2 separate regions of the Callithrix jacchus genome follow, and region 2 is linked to region 1. The links are chromatin contacts, called in public Hi-C maps. All regions are on one chromosome and are shown on one strand. Each heading gives the region's core, a stretch centred on a gene start, on an enhancer-like site or on the middle of the called end of the contact. The rest is flanking DNA. Distances are from core to core; before and after follow the strand shown. Region 1 overlaps MAP3K20 (mitogen-activated protein kinase kinase kinase 20). Region 2 overlaps RAPGEF4 (Rap guanine nucleotide exchange factor 4).

Evidence for each region. A called contact is a pair of places that touch in the nucleus more often than the background predicts.
Region 2: a contact with region 1 is called in a Hi-C map of skeletal muscle, with 6 times the contacts expected there. The contact joins two enhancer-like sites. A contact is called at or near these places in 3 of 3 Hi-C or Micro-C datasets (induced pluripotent stem cells and skeletal muscle).

The regions. Positions count from the first base shown.
Region 1 is chr6:56,273,463-56,276,422 of calJac240_pri, forward strand. It overlaps MAP3K20 (mitogen-activated protein kinase kinase kinase 20), which reads right to left. Exons shown (of 20, transcript XM_017973405.4): 10 at 2,118-2,224. Among named protein-coding and RNA genes, the nearest start is that of MAP3K20, 140 kb to the right of the region's middle. Within about 2 kb of position 1,524, at least 1 of the 16 cell types and tissues checked has an H3K27ac peak or open chromatin away from gene starts, as enhancers often do. A contact at or near this core is called in skeletal muscle, where this site is marked.
Region 2 is chr6:56,459,392-56,462,351 of calJac240_pri, forward strand. RAPGEF4 (Rap guanine nucleotide exchange factor 4) reads right to left here. Exons shown (of 30, transcript XM_035304529.3): 25 at 2,851-2,941. Among named protein-coding and RNA genes, the nearest start is that of MAP3K20, 41 kb to the left of the region's middle. Within about 2 kb of position 1,455, at least 1 of the 16 cell types and tissues checked has an H3K27ac peak or open chromatin away from gene starts, as enhancers often do. A contact at or near this core is called in skeletal muscle, where this site is marked.

The DNA of each region.
Region 1 (2,960 bases), core at 274-2,773:
TCATAATGTCTTTTTATATTATTACTACCATAGTAATTTTCTCCCTTGCTTCCCCAAATAGTTACCGAGCAAATGCTGTGTTCAAGGCACATTTAGATGCTGTGAGTGATGAACAAATGTGATTGTCTGCCTCTCTTACATTTCAGCCGGCGAGACACACATTAAACACCAACTGCTGAAGTACTTCTTAATTCCAATAGCAGTAAAGCCTATGAAGGAGATGCTCTCAGAGCACACAAAGTGGAACCTGGTCTGGCCTGGTGTCAGGAAGCGTTCCCCTGCAGATGTGTTATTCGACTGCTATGTGAATGATGAACAGGAGTCAAGGTGGGGTGTGATGGCAGGTGTGGTGAGCAGCTAAAATGGGATACGTTTTAAAGAAAGGAAACTGTACTTGCAAAGACCCTTAATGGGGGAGAAATATGCATGTGTTGAGGGACTGAAAGCTAGAAATTAAGGGGAGAATGATCTTAAGCTGACGCTGGTGAGGCCAGAGTACAGAGGGTCTTGTGAGTCTTCTTAAGTATTCTGGTCTTTTTTTTTTTGAGACCGAGTCTCACTCTGTCACCAGGCTGGAGCACAGTGGCATGATCTCGGCTTGCTGCAACCTCCACCTCTCGGGTTCAAGCAATTCTCGTGCTTCAGCCTCCTGAGTAGCTGGGACTACAGGTGTGTGCTACCATGTCCGGCTAATTTTTGTATTTCTAGTAGAGATGAAGTTTTGCCATGTTGGCCAGGCTGGTCTTAAACTCCTGGGCTCAAGTGATCCACCCGCCTTGGCCTCCCAAAGTGCTGGTATTGCAGGCATGAGCCACCATACCAAGTATTCTGGTCTTTGTCTTAAAATTAATAGGAACTCATATATGGATTTTAAAGGACAGTGATCTGATGACAGGTATACTGATCTCTTATTGCAAAACACAAATATTACTTACATGCTTTGTTTTATTAATTATCTCAGCCCAGAAAAAAGTCTCTCATACCTATACTTGAGCTCACTGTATAACTTTTGAATTAGTAAATAAAAATTTTTTTACCTCACTGGTACTAGATAGATATTTCAAAAAAATAAAAATAAATAAGGTTATTATAAAACAACAAACAGCCCAAAAAAATATCTAGCAACAGGAGTAAACAATGCAGTAGTTTTCAAAGTGCATGCAGTGTTCACTTTGCATCAGCAGATGGCGTAAGGCGTCATGTTACTGCCATGGCTATCTGGAGCAGAGATGAAGTTACCTAAATCTCTGCTGAGTCAGGAGGGGAATAATGTCAGCTTCCAAACATGCTATTTATATTCATGCATCATGTGACCTGGCTTAAATGTTTGATCCTGGGTTTACTCTTCCACTCATACAATATAGTTTTCTCATTACTAAGTTTGTTTAACAAGCTTTAATAGGATTTATGACATCCAAAGTTTTCTATATTATCCCTATCCCCCTCCACCAGCCGACACAAGTGCTCTGCAAATTTCAAGGTAAACAGTATTCTTGTTTCTTACGGAACAGAGGCCAAGCTTCCTAACAAAGAGTAAACACAGAGAAATGTAACCATCTTTTGTCTCAGAAGATACGATTTCAGCATTCTTTTTTTTTTTTTTGAGACAAAGTTTTGCTCATTACTCAGGCTAGAGTACAGTACACGATCTCAGCTTCACTGCAATGTCCACCTCCCAGGTTCAAGTGATTCTCCTGCCTCAGCCTCCCAAGTAGCTGGGATTACAGGCATGCAACACCATGCCCAGCTAATTTTTTAATATTTTTATTAGAGATGGGGTTTCTATATGTTGGTCAGACTAGTCTTGAACTCTTGACCTCAGGTGATCTACCCACCTTGGCCTCCCAGGTTTGGGATTACAGGTGTGAGCTACCACGCCCAGCCTCAAGATTCTTTTCAAATACCTACACAAGGCAACAACCTTGGAGAAACTCTTGCTTACTTATGAAATGCAGGACTTACAAGATTTCCAGAATCATAAAAAAAAAATTTTTCTTTTTCCCTATGCCATGCTCAGAAATCAGGACTGTCATTAAGACCTCTGGTTCTCTTCTTCATTGAGACGAGTGATGATCATTCAAAGCCAGACACTGTGGCGGGGTGTCAGGGCTACCCACCTCCACTCCGCCTTGTTGTGCAGGAATGAGTTACACTTGTCAGGAAGGCTTGTGTCATTTGACATGGACTCCAGAATTGAAATGATTTGCTTGAATGATGGCCGTTTCTGAAGAAGAGGAAATAAGTAATCATTTGGTGGGACTTGAGATATTTAAGAGAAAACGTAAATATCTACAAGCATAGTAATAAACTCAACCCACCTTAACAAAATAAAACATGATACAATGTCCTGATATAGTTATCTTACAATCATTAGATCACTCGGGTTTAAGGAACCGTATTCTCTATTTTCAGTGAATTATTCACAAGGGGAGATTCAGATGTTGTTTTTCTCTCATGCGGTCTAAGGTTGGGATAATTTGTGTTTTTTTCCAGGAAGAGAGAACACTAATTCTTTTAGTTATGATTAAGAACTCCTAAAAGGAGTTTAAAAGTCCTTTAAAAATCTATGTGGTAAATATGGTAAAAAGTTAATGGTACAGGGTGTGTGGTGGGTATGTTAGTGTTCACTGTAAAATTCTTTCCACTTCATGTTTGAAAATTTTTATGATAAAGTGTTGGTGGAAAATCTACCTATCGATCTATTGGAACTAATAAAACTGTCCACATTGGTTTGTCAGAAAACAAAATTCAGGTACTATGAAGATTACGTGGGTGAGGAAATACTCTATACACCAAACCACCATGACACAGAATTTGCCTATATAACAAACCTGGCAACGTACCCCTGAACCTAAAAGTAAAAAAAAAAAAAGAAAACAGTCCCCTGATTTTAAAGCCATCATAACTTCACTGTTCTCAGTATTTATTTTCTGTTATAACTGGCTGGAGTGGAAAGACAC
Region 2 (2,960 bases), core at 205-2,704, 190 kb after region 1:
GTTTATATTTTGGCAAATGATTCAACAACACTGACTGCACCCACATGTCTACACCAATAGCTCAATACTGAATCCTTTCAGTTTATTGGTTCTGACTTTGCTTAGTTGCTGAGTTTTCAGTAAAGCTGAACCTTTCAGTTTTCTCTTCTGAAAGGGCCAAGCCAAGACAGAGCTATGTGATATGTTTCTTGTCCCAGGACCAGGAACACATCAACCAACTCCTGGGCCTCAGAGACTCCCAGGTCAGCTGGGAGTAGGCTTTGAAGAGCAAAGCCTACCTTCAACAGTGGATTCACCAGCTGGGCCTCTGCAGTCCACAGAAAGGCTCCTCTTGCTTTTTTCCTATCTCAATCAGCTTGTCATATTCCCATTTAAACATCTGTAAAACTGATTTTGTTTCTAAAACATAGTATGCTGTATATCCTCCAAACTCATTTTCCTGGCAGTTCAAGTTAGGGTTCAGGAAAACCTCATGTCCTTACTTAGAAGGGACTATTCAAAGGGCTGGAAGCTGGAATGGGCATCAAGGGATGCCAGGATCTCACCCCATACAGAGACACCAGATCACCATGTTATGCAAAAGAGTAGACTCAGTGAACACAGTCCATTTAAAACTTACGAGTGGGTTATGTTTTGCTAGGCCTCTGTCATCTGTTCTTTCTTTACTTAGCTTTCTTTGGTCAAACACAGTAGGGCACAGGGTAATCAAAATGTTTCTTTCATTCTCAATACTATTATTTATCCACCCCCTATGCTTCCAGAGCAGCGTTTTCAATAGAGCCATCGTGCCAATCCAGGAGGCATTTGGTAATGTGTGCAGACATTTTTTGTTGTCACACGGGGGGGTGGAGGGCATGCTAAGAGGTGCTTCTAGCATCTGTTGGGGAGAGGCCAGGGATGCTGCTAAGTGTCCTTCAACACAGAAGATGACTCCATGACCAAGAACTGTCCTGCACCAGATGTCACAAGTGCTGAGGCTGAGAGACTGTGTGCTCCGGGTAATTCTCATTCGTTTCATCTCAGCTTGGTCTTTCCCCTCAGCTCTGAACCCTTCCCTTTATCATGTGCTCTGGCTTTCTTTTCTGTTTTGCTCCTTGACTATTCCACACGTGTCCCCTAGTTCCATGAGGCCAGGCACCATTTCTCACACTGGTGTGGCACTGTGGTACTCACTGGAGTTGGATGGGAGGCCGTTGGGAGGTTTTCTCAGCAAGTGCAGGTACATAAACCAGAATCAAAGGTGCTTAGGAATGAAATCTTCCCTACGAATTACATAACTATGCTTCACCTTAAAAAATAAAGGCTTACAAATGATGAAAGGATAATTTCCTCTTTTCAGGAACATGCAGTGCTGAAACAGAAGCTCACAGACTTGCAGAACTCCTAACCCCAGTGAAATCCAAGGACTGGCCAGTTAGCTCTCTCCTTTTGCTGCCTGCACTCTCCTCAGCAGCCTCCTATATATTTTTTTAGACTGGGAAAGTGGGTTCAGAGAGTGTTTCCCGCATGCTCTGTTCTTATTGTGTGGTACCCACAACTGGCCTCCCTGGACCCTATGAGGCTTTATGGCTTTTTAAAAATTTCCCAACCAACTCATTTGGATTCCATGGCAGGGTGATTAGAAGCTGGAAGCAGACTGGGGAAGGCAGACTCTCTGTAGGAGAGAACGCTAGGTCTCCAGCGATCCCAAGAGCCTTGAGCAATAAGACAAGGGAGCTGTGCTACGGCTTCATTGCTTAGCTCTCTTGGCAGCACTAGCTCTGTCCTTTTACTAGCTGGAAGACGATACAGCTGCGTGGCACGCAGGCCTCACCAATTCCCTCATTCCTATATTCAGGGGATGAGCTGCTGTGTGCTGCATCTGCCTGGAATTTTAAGAGAAACACAAGACAGAAGAACTTGTGAGGACCTGCCCTATAAACAATGAACACATTTAGGAGGGACAGAAAAAGAAAATTGTTGCAAGAGGAACATGGGGAAGAAAATAATTTCAAGACAAGCATTTGGAGATGCAAACGGCTGCCTTTAAGCACCACAGCAAGTTGGGTCTCTAATAGGTACTCCTTGCCCTCTTGCTGTGTCCCACTTACACACACTTTTTTATTTTTAGCATGAGTCTATTTCTGTGTGCATGTTCTATTAGAGATTAGTGTTTCTTCAACTATATGCCACATGTAAGAGGTCAAGCACATTTTGAGTACCAAGCTAATAATAAATGAAGATGTTTTCTAGCTTGAATAACCAACGATCGACAAACTACTCATATTTGCTACAGAAACTCACAACACACCTGCCTCACTTTTGCCCCAAACTGAATATTAGCCAACTGTTGTTCCTCTTGGTGGAGAGAAGCCTGCTAGGTCGTGAGGAGACAGTACTCAACCCTGCAAACAGTTGGCTTCCTGGCTATTCCTCCCAGGAGCAACGTGAGTACCTGGATAAAAATGGATCTTCTGTCCTCTTTCAACTAAAGATAAGGTTTATGGCAAAAGCAACAAGCAGGTATTTCAGAGAATGACAGAATCTACCAGCAAAACTTCTGAAGTCATTCCAAGCAATGTGGGTCCTTCATGTTCTACTTAGGAACTGGATTTATTTTTATTTACATTGTGTCTGCGAAGAAGCAGACATCCCCTCATCTCCCCCACTCTCCATATACAAATGACAATGTCTTTTAAAATTCTCCCTCTGAGGCAACTGTAAAAAGGAGATAGGTCACCTCCCTCCAAGTGTCCCACCTTTTCCATTGTTACACTAGCGTGAGTGATATTTCTATTAAAAAGCTCACTGGTGAGCCTGTGTTTTTATTCCGAAGGCAAAAGTCACAGCTGGATCCCAGCTGAAGCTTACCTCCCACGTTAGAGCCAAGCGGCTCACAGCAACGTTACTTAGTCCCATGACGATGGCAAAAAAGGAATTCAGATTTTTATACTCCTTACAGCTGAAACACAAGATATGAG